2 separate regions of the Rattus norvegicus genome follow, and region 2 is linked to region 1. A link is a contact called in public Hi-C data. All regions are on one chromosome and are shown on one strand. Each heading gives the region's core, a stretch centred on a gene start, on an enhancer-like site or on the middle of the called end of the contact. The rest is flanking DNA. Distances are from core to core; before and after follow the strand shown.

Evidence for each region. Hi-C and Micro-C count contacts between places; a contact is called where the count stands out from the background.
Region 2: a Hi-C map of the A7r5 cell line shows a contact between it and region 1, with 6 times the contacts expected there. The contact joins the enhancer-like site here to the promoter of Chsy1 in region 1. A contact is called at or near these places in 5 of 12 Hi-C or Micro-C datasets (the A7r5 cell line, frontal cortex, hepatocytes and 2 more).

The regions. Positions count from the first base shown.
Region 1 is chr1:129,095,865-129,103,358 of GRCr8, reverse strand. It overlaps Chsy1 (chondroitin sulfate synthase 1), which reads right to left and starts at 3,271. Exons shown (of 3, transcript NM_001106268.1): 1 at 2,962-3,271. The coding sequence starts at 3,245.
Region 2 is chr1:129,650,515-129,658,008 of GRCr8, reverse strand. All of the region lies in intron 4 of Asb7 (ankyrin repeat and SOCS box-containing 7), which reads left to right. Among named protein-coding and RNA genes, the nearest start is that of Asb7, 23 kb to the left of the region's middle. Within about 2 kb of position 4,473, at least 3 of the 93 cell types and tissues checked have an H3K27ac peak or open chromatin away from gene starts, as enhancers often do. A contact at or near this core is called in the A7r5 cell line, where this site is marked.

The sequences.
Region 1 (7,494 bases), core at 2,022-4,521:
ACACTTTTGAGTTTCATTCTGCCTACTTTTAAAACTGTTTTGTGTCTCCTATTGGCTACCACTGCTTGGCTGTCTCTCAGTGGGGCCTAGTCTCTCTTCAGGGGTACAGCAGGTCTACGAAGTTAAGAGCATATACAAATGGAGTTGTTCTACCATTAAAGCCTTACACTACAGTAACTTTAGCCCAGGCAAGCATACATTCCTGGATTTTTCAAGGGCCTCTTAGCTTCCTTCTGGGTATCAATCCTCGGAAGGAAAAGGTAGCTAGTTACTAGTCCCAAAATGTAAATTCTGACGTTATCAATCTTATATCATAATGCCCTTACTAAAAGTGCTGGCATCTCCTTCATCTATAAACCAAACAATTGTCTTATTAAATTGAAGGAGGGAGAGGAGGGGGAGGGGAAAGAGGGGGAGGAGGAAGAGGAGGAAGAAGAGGAGGAGGAGGAGGACAATGATGACAACAACGACAACCACTACCACCACAAACTGAAGGAGGTTTTGTCTCTTTAAAGACCAAGTCTCATGTAGCCCGGGAGCCTTGAACTTCTAAACTTGCCTGCCTCTACCTCTTGAATGCTGGGAGGCTTTCATATGAAGAAGAATGAGCCAGGTGTGGTGGCACACAAACTCAGGCTCCACTTCTTATCTTACAAGATTCAAGAAGCAAGCTACTTTCACACAGTACTGTACACAGACCCTCAGTGTGAACTTCTGGCCCAGGCTGCAAAACCTGTAATAATAACTCACAACCTCTTAACCTCCCTCTCCCAATTCAGGCCTTCCCTGAATACTCCCTAAGGCTAGCCAGTCTAACTACAGGGCTGAGAGGTTGGGACACTGAGCATCAGGGAGCAGCTCTCCACCTGCTCCACTCTCTCCAGATCACAGATAAAGAGGAAGTCCTCACTGCCTAGAAGAAAACAATGAGGAAATCGTAACATTTAAGGGTGACACACACTTAACTTCCAGATGGGCTTTGGGAAAGCATGGCCAACTATAAAACTAGTGTACACGACATGTACACTTGTGGTGTCGCTAGCACGACGATCCCTACTGATTTGAGCATATTGGTTCTATAAGCATGAAAATGTACGTGGAGAGGTAAGGAGTCACATCATCTGTCTGAACAAACTACTCTGGCAATTGTCTCCAGAGCTGAGACTTCATGTGATCTGTCACTAACATATAATTCCAGGGATTTATTTTCAAAACCACAACACAATTTAGTGGTCTCTTCCTCAATTTAATCTTATTACTGAAAGGGCATTTGTTTTATTTACATTTATCTATTGTCTGTTATGTTGTATAACAGTGCAAATGTACCTCGTCATGGCAGAAGTGTGAAAGTCAAGTTTGACGGAGCCCGCTCTCCCCTACTCTGTGGGATCTTTCTGAGGACCAAACTCAGGTCGTCAGGTTTAGCAGCAACTACCCTTTACCTAATGAGCCACCTGGAGGGAGGCTCATTTCCCCCTTTCTCATTTTTTGTTTGTTTGGGTTGTTTTGTTTTGCTTGACTTTTTTTTTACTTTCCAGAAGGGTCTCGGTGTTAGTCATCTGGCCTGGAACTCTATGTAGACCAGGCTGGCTTGGGTCTCACAGAGATCCATCTACTCTGCCTCCTACGTGCTGGGATTAAAAACCTATGCCACCCTCAATCTGTGACAAAGATACTAAGTCAGAGACCATCGGGGAGAAAGCTCTGGCCTAATGGTTCTCAAACTACTCTGTTAGTCCACACATACAGCCAGCCACCAGTGGCCTCTTGGGTCACTCAGAAAGAATTGTTCTTAGCAGGATGCAGCTTCTTGACATTAGCAGGAATGGTGGTCAAGACGTTCCATGCCTTTCCGCCTTTTCTCTTGCAATCCCTCACTTGACTTAAAAGAAAGGAGAGATCCAACTATGCTTGTTTTCTTATACCATCTGCTGCCTGAAAACTTAGACCAGAAACTGGATTTAAAAGCCAACGTTATAAAAGCACTGGCTATACATTTAAAACAAACAGCAACTAGTGTGGCCCTGCTCAAAACGCTTAGCCCCTAAATATCCATGCTCTGAAACCATTCCTGCCACCGACTGAATCTGTGCCTGGAAGAACGCCAAACTTCACCCATACAGTAAAGGTTTGTGTACTTCACACATACAAAAGTTTCCAATGAGTCCCTTCCTTCCCTTGAGTCCACCCCTCTTCTATTTCAGGTTCACTCCAATGGAAATACAGTTCTAACAATGCCCTCCATTCCAAAACCATCTCCTTTCTAAAGGCAGCTTTGGCTAATCTCTTTGTTAATCCTGAACATGATCACTGCCACTTCTACGACTCATTTAGCCCTACTAGGGCCCAGCTAGTTCCTACCACGCATACACCTCTGGGACTGCACTGGGGAGCACCAGGCTGTAGTCTTGAATTGACCGAATCTATCACGAAAACTGTTTTTTCCTCAAGGTTCTTTATCTCTAATTACCAAACCGAAGTGCTCAAAAGCGGAGTGGTCACTCTCATTAAAAGGAATGACTGTGAAAATCTTAAGTACAGTACAGAGGAGCCCTAGCCAGGTTAATTTAGGCGGGCTCTCCCTTCGAAATGACAAAGTGCCTATTTTAGAGACTCAAATTATACCTCTGCCTCCACTATCGCAGGTACAACACTGAATTTCCCCACCATCTTATGGGGGAGACTCGTTCCTTTTAACAAAGAAGTCCTGAACACAGAAAGCTTACGTGTCTTTCTGGAGATCAAGTTGAAAGGCACACACTGAGTGAGGCCAGTGTACTCACTCATCTAATCCTAAAGTCTTGCCCTTGAGAGATGCTCTCCATCCTCGTCTAACCACTGCTGCCTTTGCGCTGAGTCGCTGGCAGCTACCCGAGAAGCCTCCGGGGAACCCGTAACGCCGCCCTCCCGCTAGCCAGGATGCCGGATGCAAGCGATGGTATCCACGAAAAGGGGGCTCACCTGTAAGCGGCCACGGCGCGAGTCTGCAGGTATTTCTGGGCGGTCATGACTCCCACGAAGAGAAAGTTCCTGTCGCGCGGGACGCCCTCCGCGGCCGAGCCCTGCGGCCAGAGCTGCGCCCCGCGCGCATCCCCCGGAGCACCGCCGGGCTGCGACGCTGCCTGTCCTGGCCGGCATCCCTCGGGATTGGGGCGCCGCCGCGGGCCCACTCGCTTCAGCTCCGAGGCGCGGGGCAGGACGAGTCGCGAGGCCAGCACGAAGCCCAGCACGAGCCCGAGCAGCATGCTGAGCCAGGCGCGCCGGCCGCGCGCGGCCATGCCCGCGCCCCTCCGCCCGCCGGGCCGCTATCCCCGCCGCAGGCTCCGCGCGCCTTCAGCCCGCCGCCCCCGCCCGCGGAGGCCAGCCCGCCCTAGCGCCGCCTGGCCCGGCCCGGGCAGCGCCGCGGCCGCCGCGGGTCCGCCGCGCCCATCGCGGCTCCCGAGCCGCCCGCAGGCCCCGCGCCGGCGCTTTGTTCCGCGCGCCCGCCCGCACAGCCGCGGCCTGCGCCTTTAAGAGGGGACCATGCCCGGCGCGCGCGGCCGGCGACTCCGGCGCGAGGCAACAGCAGCTCCTGCGGCTCGCGTCCCCGGGCTGGCTCGGCTCCGCTCGCGCTGCGCCCGCCCTCTCGGTGCCCTGCGCCGCCTCTGCAGCTGCACATCCTCCGGCTTAGCGCGCCATTGCAAAGGAGCCCCTCACGTCACGCACCGCGCGTTAAGAAGCGGCCCGCCGGCGGCGTGCCGTGGCCCCTCTCGGGATCCGTCCGCGCCTCGTGATTGGCGCAAAAGTGAATGGGGGGCAGTTCACGTGGCCAAAGTTTAACAAAAAAAAAAAAAAAAAAAAAAAAAAAGCACCCGCCCCGCAGTCTGCGGCCCGGCTGAAGGGGTGTGGGTTAGCACGGACTAGAGCGTGGCGGGCGGACTCTAGTCCCCGCTGCTGGGTACCCGCGGCCACACCCCCGTCGCCAGCGCTCGGAGCCGGCCGGGCACCGCACGTGGACTGAGTTGACCGGCTCCCCAGATGCCCCTAGAACTGCCACGCCCTACCCTCCCCAGGCCGACCTCCCGGCTCGGTGGCCAGGGCTGCCGGGTCCACACTGCAGCTTTGTACCCTACGGGCGTAGCCGGAGCCACACGGCCACGGTTCACCTTGGAACGCTTGGGGATTTGCGGGCTGAGAGCGAAGCGAGAATTACCTAAGTAGCTAAGGCTGACCTCGAACTCAGAGAACTCAGAGGTGTCCGTCTCTGCCTCTCAAGCGCTGGGCTTGAAAGCAAGCGCCACCAAGCCAGGCATATTCGTTTTTAAGAGATGGATGGGTAAATTACCACTAGATGATCAATACCCATATTTAATCCCAGGGAGCAGGGAGCTGGTTAGTACCCCTCACCTAAGCCCGTCAATATTTTCAAGAGTAGATTTATAAAATGGATATGGATTGTGTACTTAGGGGTGGAGGTGGGGGCACGCGGTTCCTCCGGAGCCATACACCTAGTTTTGTTTTGTTTTGTTTTGTTTTGTTTTGTTTTGTTTTGTTTTGTTTTGTTTTGTTTTGAAATAGGATTGATCTCTCACTGTATTAGGGGTCTCCAGATAGGCTAGGCTCGCTGAATGGATTTTTAAGTTGATACCAGTTTCCCTTACATTTGCTTGCTCTTAACTTTTATACATTTTGTTAAAAACAAAAGCACTTCAACTGGGGTGCCTACACGACAAATGTTTGTAAATACCAATTTTATTTCCTGGTCACCAATGTATTAGGACCTGAGAGGTTCTTTAAGAAAGAGCTTAATAGAACCCAGATGCTAGCTGAAACTGAAGATTACCTTGAACTACAGATCCTCTTGCTCATGGAGCTGAAGTGGCCTGAATTCCAGGCTTATGTGGTACCACCCCTGTTTTAAAGGGTGCCAGGGGTGAACCACTGGATCTCTGATATACTAAGCCAGTACTCTATGAACTACGGTCCCAGAGCCTGAGAAGTTCTCGTTTAATCAATTGAAAAGACAGGATACCGTGTTTGGGGGCCTACTCTTGTATCTCATTTCCATGATTAATAAATCAAACAACTGAAGTATTCCAGGTTAAGCAAGCCGTGGAGCTGTGTGAGGCACAATTCCTCCCTGCCGCTGAATGGCGGTTACTCCTGTTGATTCTTTAGATAGTACCACTGTCTTTGACACTTGTGATTTATTTAAAAAATAGTTCATCAACCCCCTCCCCTGACTCCCTCTGTAAGAGATGGTCCACATCTAAGAATAAAATATTCCTTGTGCAGTGAAAACCAGATTCCAGTAGTGGTCTCTGGGAAATACAGGACACCTAGCCATGAATCACAGGCTGGGAAACCATAGAGAAAGGTTCCAGTAAGACCATAACCACAAACCCAAGACATCCCCCGAGCCCCCAAATTCAGCAGCTGCCCCATAATTCACGCTCATTTACATAAAGCACAAACCTGGCAGGACACAGATGTTCAACTTTGTGACATAGTCAATGCCTTCAGTATCTTCCAGCCTGCTTCAGATGCGTCTATATTTCCTAACCTTAAGTCGAATGAAAAGGCAGGAGTGTGTGCTGGGAATAGGCTGAGAATGTTGAACATCTTGTTCCTAGTCTCCCGCTTCCTAGAAGTCCCTCAGTTACCAAGTCAACAATCCATGAATAGAGAAGCTTTGAGCTAGAGCTGCTCCTGGGAGAGTGAAAAGTGTGGCATTTACTTAGTGCGCGTTTGTACGTGCTCGTGCTCATGCTGATACACATGTGGTGGTCAGAAGACAACTTTCAGGAGTTGGTTCCCTCTTCCCACTTAAGTCATCAGGCTTGGCGGCATCTTGCTAACCCCTTCATGTAGATGTTTGATAACACACATCCCACCTGAACTGGATGCGTGTTCAGCCCGGAATGGGATGTGCGTTCTACACTGAGTCAGTGCTACTTGGCCAAACCCAGAGTCTTAGGATCTGACAGTCCCTTGGTTTCTATATGGGTGTTTCTGCAGCAGCACCCAAAGGGCTCTGTGGTAGCAGTCTAGGCTGGTGTTTCAAAATTTATTCAGAGGTGGCAGATCACCTACCCTTCTGCTCACATGAGTGCGAGTCTTTATGACATGATTAAGACTCATCTCTGCCTACGTTCCATGTTCTTACAAATTGCAGCTTTGTTCGCTCACACGGTACATTTGATTGCCTCTTTATAACAGGTATAACATCTTGTATGATTTGCTGAAATTTCTTGGAAACCTTTGGTAAATACCTCAATTGTTTGTTGGCAGCACGCCTCAAATAACTGTCAAGAGTTCCCTAAACAAGCTTCTTTAAACACAGCAACTGGCCTCAAGCCCCAAACAGAGGTCCCTGGGAAAAGGAGTCATCTTTTTTAATAAAAAAAAAAGTTTTTTAAAGTTTCAGACACGCTTCTTTTGTTCTTTCAGCAGGTTCTTTCCGCCGCTTGCAGAGAACAACTGTAATGGCCGTTCTAATATCACCACTGAACCCCGGTTAGTCCAGCAGGACTTTGCTTCATTACCAACCCTTCTATTAAACTCACAAGAAAGATCCTCATTGCCTCAGTCGTTCTTCTAACCAGGAGTGACAGCACACACTTGAACTCCTAGCTGAGGCAGGGGGACTGCTGTCAGTTTTAGGCCTGGGAAAGTTGGTGAGATCCTGTTTCAAACGTAAATAAGGAAAGGGAAGGGAAGGGAAGGGAAGGGAAGGGAAGGGAAGGGAAGGGTTGGGTTTCAGGTATAGCTCAGTGTTTGCCTATTACACACACGGCCTTGGGTTCAATTCCCAATACTGCCCAATTTTTTTCTCAATGTTTCTCAGTATTTCCCTCTATTTGGAGCATTTCCAGTCTGAGGCAGGAAACGACAATCGATTATCGATTATGTTACAGCTGCCCGACAGTAGCGGATCCAACATTTGTTGTCTAGAATGTTCTTAGTGCTGCATTAACCAGGGTTCTCTAAAGGACGAGAATGGATAGACTCTGTATGTTAGAAGGGGGTTTATCAGGGTTGCCTACGGGCTGTAATCCAGCCAGTCCAACAAAGGCTGCCTCCCAGTGGAAGGTCCAGGAATCTGGTAATTGTTCCTTCCATGAAACTGGGTGTCTCAGCTACTGTACGGTCTCTGCTGGAGTCTCAAAGAAGAAGGCTCTAATATCAGGAAAGGAATGCTTAGCAGCAGGGTAAGTGAACTTCATATAAAGAGTGAGGGCCAGCAGCAAGACTTCTCTCGGTTTATGTGGGCTGCTGCCAGAAGGTGCGGTCCAGATTTAGCATGGGTCTTCCCACCCCAAAGTGTCCAATCAAGAAAAGTCTCCCACAGGTGTTCCCCAATTCTTGGTTCTGTTGGTTCCAGATTTAGTCAAGTTGACAACCAAGATCAGCCATCACAGGCGCCTCAGGCATCTTGGTCCACTTACAAGCTCTATATACAATTTTTGTGAGGCATGGTGAGTGATTCCCATACAAGTATGCGTGCACATGCAC
Region 2 (7,494 bases), core at 3,224-5,723, 550 kb before region 1:
AAAGCCAGTAAATAAGGAGATTGAATGTAATAAAAAGCCTTCCAGCTCTAAGTCGTCGTCGTCACCGTCTTCTGGGGCCAGATGGATTCACAGCAGAATTCTACCAGAGATTCAAAGGTCTACAGCCAATCCTTTTAAAACTATTTAAAATAATAGGAGCCTTCTCTGAAGCCAGAATCATAGTAACAACAAAATAGAACTAGAGACCCCATCCCTGACAACAGAGACTTGATGAAACTCAATCAAGTACTTGAAAACAGTACAGACACACATCAAAGATTATCTGCCATGAGCAGGCTGGCTTTATTCTGAAATGCGGTATGGCTCTTCATAAGCTGATTTCATAGGAAATGGCTCATCCTAAGCCAGGTCAATATAATAAATGACATAAACAGACTTAAAGACAATTCACATGAGCATCTTAATAGACACAGAAATGTCTTTGACAAAATCTAACATGTTTTTTGGATTAAAGTTCTAGAGACTGCAGGGCTAGAGGGAACACCCCTTCAACATAACAGATCTGTATATGAGAAACCCAGAGAAAACCATCCTAAATTGAGAAGAGCTTGAAGCAATTGAGACATGGAGGTTCCCTACCCACACTCCTTTTCAACATCATGCTTTAAGTTCTAGCTGGAGCACCAAGGCAAGCAAAGAAAATTAAAGGGATACAAGAAGGGAGAGAAAGTCAAACTATCACTATTTGCACTTGACATGATAGTCTACATTAGAGATCCCCAAAATTCTCCCAGAAAACTTCCAGAAAAGATGAACAAATTTAGCAGTGTGGCAGGATACAGAATCAAATTGCACAAATTAATAGCTTTCCACAGACCACCAGCAAATATAACGAGATTGTGGACATACTTCCATTCACAACAATCAAAGAAAATAAAATATCTAGGAATAAACTTATACAAGGACATGAAGGACCTCTAACATTGAAAACTGTACACCTCTGAAGAAATAGACTAGAAAATGACAGATATCCCATGTTCATGGATTAGTAAAATTAATATTGTGAAAATGAGTTTTATGAAAAGCCATTTTCAGATTCAAGCAACCCCAATCAAAATACCCATTTCATTCTTCACAGAAAGTGAAAAAACTAGCCTAAAATTTATATGGAACCATATAGCCAAAACAATCCTGGGGGCGGGGGTATAAGTCATTACCATGCCAGATCTTAAGGCTATATTACAGAGCCATAGTAATAAAAACAGTGTGGTACTAGCTCACCACACTGAACAAACAGAACAAAATCATCATAACTTCAGCCATTTAATGTTTGAAAAAGATGTCAAAAACAAACTGAAGAAGGAATCTTCAACAAACAGCATTGAAGAAACTGGACGTCCACATGCAGAATTCAGTTTAGACCCTCAACAAATAGTAACTCCAAATGGAACAAAGATCCAGAAACTGAACAACTAGAAGAAAACAGGTAGTACCCTGCGTGATAAAGGTGTGGGAAAGGGTTTTCCGAATAGGAGTCCATTTCCCAAGAGTGACTGCCAACAAAAACAAATAAAACAAAAAAGCTCTGTATAGCTGAAGAAACAAGTGTCCAGATGGTGCTGGTACATGTCTTCAGTTCCGGGACCAGGAAGTAGAGGCAGGCAGATTTCTGTTTGAGGCCAACCTGGTCTACAGAACCAGTTCTAGGACTGGTATACTGACAAACCCTGTCTTGAAAACCCAAAATAAAGGTGAGCAGGAAGCCGGCAGAGTGGGAAAGAATCTCATCCAGCTATACATCTGACCGAGGGTTACTACCCAGAATATACAATGAATTTGCAAAAAAATCAAATGACCTATTTAAAAAATGTTCCCGAGGCTAGAACAGAGAGTTGTCAAGGAAAATAACTAAGAACTATCTCCAAAAAGTGTTGAGTGTCCCTAGCAGTTAGGGAAGTGCTAAGCAAATGACCTAGAAGTTCCGTCATAGCCCAGTCAGAGTGGCAAAAATCAACAGAACAGTAGACAGCAGTGCTGGAGGGGATAAGGGAAGAGAGTCCTCCTGCACCACTGGTGGGACTGCAAACTAGGCTGGCCATTATGGAAATCAGTATGGACAATTCTTTAAAAGCTAAAAAGAAACTTACCTTATGACCCAGCCATTCCATTCCTTGGCATATGCCCCAAAGACGTGACTATATCTAGAAAGACTTGTGTAGTCATATTCACTGCTGTTTTATTCAGAAAGCCAGGAAATGTGTCCGTGAATGGAGAATGAGAGTATGGTAATAAAGATGCCCTACCTAGCATCAGTCATATGTAAGAAATGCAGTCATGAACACTGCAAGTAAATGAAACTATAAAAGATAACCCATACTCAGACATACAAATGTTACATGTTCTCTCTTATTGGAGGCTCCTCCCTCCAAATCTTCATATGTGAATATGGATCCTGTAGTAAATGCAGAAACCAAGAAGTAAGACCATTCCTGGGGAGTTGGGGGTGGACGAGAATTAGAGAGGTGATTAGTAGGGTGCAATGATTTGAATAGGTGAAGGTGAGGCTCTAATTAAGAGCAGGGTACAAATGGTTTCAATATTGAGGGAGGCTGTAATTAGCAGGGTACGGATGGTTTAAATAGGGAAGGGGGCTATAATTAGGAAGGGGGGAGAGAAATATAGAAGGAGGAGAGAGGAGATTATAATGACAGATGTCCATAAAAGACATGATGAATCATGCTATTAATTGTCTACCTAAAACTATAATACTATAAAACTATAATGTCTGTATTAATATGCATAGATATTTTAAATGACATTTTCTCTTCCAAACTAACCGTACTCCTTCCAAGAGCTAATCTAACAAAGAGCCTGACACCAGGCATGAGAAATGTCTTCAGTTGTTTTTCAGGGCTGTCTGAGATTCCCAAACACCATAAGCTATCGCTCTTCCTCAGGGGTAAGGTAAGTCTAACTGCTGAAGACACCAGGGCCCAAAAGCCCCATCTGGAACTGACCCAACAGCCTTCCTTCCTCCAACTAGCTCTCTCTCTCGTGGTACCATGTGTCATACAAGCCTCTAAAGAAAGGAAGCAACCCACAGTCCTACCCAGCTATGATGCCTGTGCACCCCAGTGCCCAGCATGGATTGATAACCATAAGGCTGCAGTAATGGCACACACACCTTGGTGGTAACCAGCAGCTCTCCAATTGGACTTAAGGCTCACTCAACAAGAGGGAAACCATGCCTGGTACTGGAAACCTAGCCAACTACCAAGACCTAGTGAAGTTATGGATCTCAGAGGAGAGCATGCAACTGCCACTTTACTAGGCCAGCATAGTCCTTATGCCCACAGATAAGTATAGTCCTCACCCTCATTGAGGAACCTTCCCTTTGCAACAGAGAAGTTGTAGGTCCCACTCCCACTGGATAGATCTCCAGGATGACTTCCCCCACCGAAGGGTCTGTGAATCTCGAGGAAGAGGATCTGAAAAGATTGTAGAAGCCAGAGGATCAGGAATTGGCTCTAAGATTGTGTCTCCTGGTATTAGCAGAAGTCACATCCTTAAGACCCTCACTAACATGACTCTAAGCATGAGCTTAATAACAGACATGCCAAAGCAGACAGAAACCACGAGGCCTCAACCCAACACCAGAGCTACAGGCAACCAAGGAAGGCTAAGGTCAGGAGAACCGTCTTCCCCAGGAGGAACATACCAACTTATCTAATGCCAAGTGGACAGCCTGAGTACAGACATACAAGTAACATACTGACAGGTTAGATATAGGAATATACATGTGCACACATGCCTGTAATAACCATTAATAAACAGAGCTCATAAATTTGAAAAAGACTGAGGAGGGTGTATGGGAGAGTTTAGAGGAACCATAAGGAAAGGGGAAATAATGTAATTGTGATGACATTAAAAATATAAGAAAGTATTTTTAAAAAGGGAAAAAACAAAACCCAGTCTAATAGAAAGGGAGCAAAATTGATGGGAGATAAAAGAAAAAAGTAATTCTTTGAAAAGGTCAATAAAATTGAAAACTGTAGCTAGACTGAAAATGAGGAAAGCCATAACCAATTTCGGGGCTGGGAACAGACTCTGGCCCAGATGCTATAGATGTTAAACAAAATCTAGGAATGTGGTGAGCTTCATGTCATAGAGAATTCCATTCCTTGGAAAATACAAATTGCCAAAATTTTATGTGACCCACAGAAAAAGAATGACTTAGTCATTGTTTATACAGTTGAAAATTTGATTTCCTCTTAAAACGTCTACTAAGAAAGCTCCAGGCCCAGTCGCTTTGCTTGCTCTGTATATTGCTGGCACAAACAGTAATCCCGCATACGTTCTTTAGAGGAAGGGGCGCTACCTAATTCACTGTGCAGTGTGATGTCCTGCTGTAAAACCAAAGCTACAGGCAGAAAACAAGCCGCAGAGCAGCAGCCTTAGGGCAGCAAACACAGGTTCCCAGTAGACACTAGCTAAGGGGCCTTACAGCGTGGCTAGGTAGCATCTATCTGGTAGCAAGGCCAGTAACATTCCAAAGGGTATTACAACATGGCTAGGTAGCATTTATCAGAAATTCAAGGTTTGTTTAATATCCACAACCCTTGAGCCATTTGCTAAATCAAAGATAAGTGCCAAAGGGTCACTTAACAGCCTGTGACAACACTACCTGTTCAAGATGCAAGCAAGACTGCAGCTCAGAAGGGACCCAGGAGAAGCTGCAGCTGGCTTCACACTTAGTGTTGAACAGTTTGTGTGCTTTCATTATTTGTATGCAACATGTTCTTAGTAAAAGACCAATACACCAATTACAGAGGAACAAGTGAAAGCATTACTGGCCAGCGAGATGGCTCAAAAGCACTTGCTGTACAAACCTGATGCTCTGAATTTGATCCCTGGAAGGAAAGAACTGACTCCTGGAAGTTGACCTTCATAAGCAGTTCTTGGCATGTGTCTCCGCAGTATCATACACTAGTAATAGCAAATCAAAAGTGTAAGTAAAACTGTCTTGATGTGTATATGTGTGTACATTTGTATGTATATATGTATACACATCTATCTGTCTATCTATCTATACACACACACACACACACACACACACACACACACACACACACACATAATGTATGAAAACTAAAAGTATGTATGGAACTAGATTGTAGACCAGTATTACAAAACTCAAGTTCTGCCATCAGTTAACATCTGGAGGATGAAGTAGCAGCCCATAATAGCAACAATTTAAGGTTTTTAATAGTAATTTTAATTAAATATATTGTCTATATGAAACATTGCTGGGGTGGATTAAAGAAGTTGTAAAAAAGTAGAGAAGTCTTTGTGTTCATTACATGGAAAATTAGTATTATTTAGATCATTTGGGGAAGTTTGCCATCTGTAAAGTTGGTGGAATTAGAACAGTAAAAATTAGGCCAGGCTTGTATGAAGAAACTAAAAATGTACCTTGAAAATGTATTAGCTGAAATAAGTTTTAGAACAGTTGGAGGAATTAACACTACCCGATATCAGACATGCTGCAAAGCTACAATAGTTAGCAGTCTGGAATTGGCATGGTCAAAACTCTTGTTCAATTGCATCTTTTTCTGTATACTGGGGTTGGACGAAGGGCCGTGTGTATGCTGGGTAAGCCTGATGCCACTGAGCTTCATCCCTGGAGTGCCATTGACATGGGCTTTGATACTTAGCTTATTCTGACCTTGAACCTGTTCCCAGGCTGGCCTCAAACTCACCGTCCTTCTGCCACCATCTTTGAGTTTGTGCTACCATACCCAACTAGGAAGTATTTTTAGATAAATGGAATAATTCAGAAATATGATAAAATGAGTTTCAGCAAAGGCAGGGTAAATCATTGAAAAAATATTTCTTTGTGTTTGTCTAAGCAGAGGGGATAGTGTGTGTGTGTGTGTGTGTGTGTGTGTGTGTGTGTGTGTGTGTGTGTGTGTGTACACGTAGTGATCTGCAGACACCTTAGTTCCTTAGGTGTCCATTTTCTTCTTTCTCACTGAAATCTAGGACTAGAACTCAGGTTATCGTATTCTCTTGTTAAGCACGTTTACCTGTCCATTGTCCCCATGCTCCCTAATTTGTAAAGAAAGTATTTTAGCAAACAGGTAGATAGCCATATGGCAAATGATGAACCTTGATCTTACTTTATACCATATACAAGTATTAACTACTAGTAGATCATTGACCTATGTTTATGGGTTTAAAGTACAGAATATCTAGATAAAGTACAGAATATCTAGAATATCTAGAAGAAATGAAAACTTGTAGTGTTGTGTTGGGCAAAGTTTTCTTTAGCAAAGCAGAAATCTAGGAAATGCTTAAAAAAAGAAAGTGAATTTGATGAAATCAAGGAGAGCCAAGTGTAGATCAGTGGTAGGGTGCTTGTCTGTGTTCAGTCTCCAGCATTGCAAAGATAAATCCATGAATAAGCATCCTTTACTTGGCCCATGTGCAGAATATGCAAACCTTTATAACTCCATAGAAGGACGTCCCAGCGGAAATGAGTAGACACTGACAGATAATCCACAGGAAAGCGTACAAGTAGGCCAGCTCTCTAGATCCCTGAAATGTGAATTGACGGCACACAGCTCATCATTTACCCTTTTAATGGGCAAACTTAAAAGTGGTCCTGATGCCATGGAGCCTCGCTGGCAAGGACAGTGGCAGGGTAGCCACCGACAGCAGGCTGCACAGCGGCTTCTTGACATCAGAGTCCACCATTCCCTTCTGTTATGAAGAAGAGACATGGCTGATAGCATTGCTCCCAGAGCCTCCCATCGCAAATAAGGCAGTCCTGCTCAGAAGCATGTGCTAAGTGGATTAGCCAGTCTCACTTCCGCAGGTGACCCCTTTCTAGAGAAAGCCTACAAACCCAAAGTTTTGTCCTTGATCTGCCTTGTTCCCAGAATCTAGGTAGGAAGTTGGTTGTAAAAGGCATGGGGAAAGATCTGCCTTGTTCCCAGAATCTAGGTAGGAAGTTGGTTGTAAAAGGCATGGGGAAAATTTGAGAGGACAAAAGTGTTGTGAATGTTGAGTGCTTTTAGTTAATGTGGCCGTGTGAATTCTTGGAGCTCATCAACCTGTGCCCTTGATACACAAATCTCACTTCCAGTTGCTAAAGCTTTTAGAGAACATCTCGGGCAGCTCAGTGATGTGTCTCTGTTTTTTAAACACAGTCTGTTTCCATGTTTACATTACAATGTTACCTACCATTTGTTAAAATGGGTCTCTTTGGTGGGCGGAGTATCTGGCAAGGAGGAGGAGAAGCTTGTTGGGGTTGATTATTTTAGGCAGAGCACTCAGAAATCTCACTGATAAAGACAAATTGCAATAAACTTCAGGAAATGCAGTTAAGCGGTTTTTGTACGTGCGTTAAGCATTTCTCACAAACCACTGTCCTGCAGACTTTGTTGGTGCTGCAAGTGAGCTCTCACTGCATCGCACTGACTGATCTGAAGTGCATTTTCTTTGCACCCTCACATGCCCTGTTTCATGTTG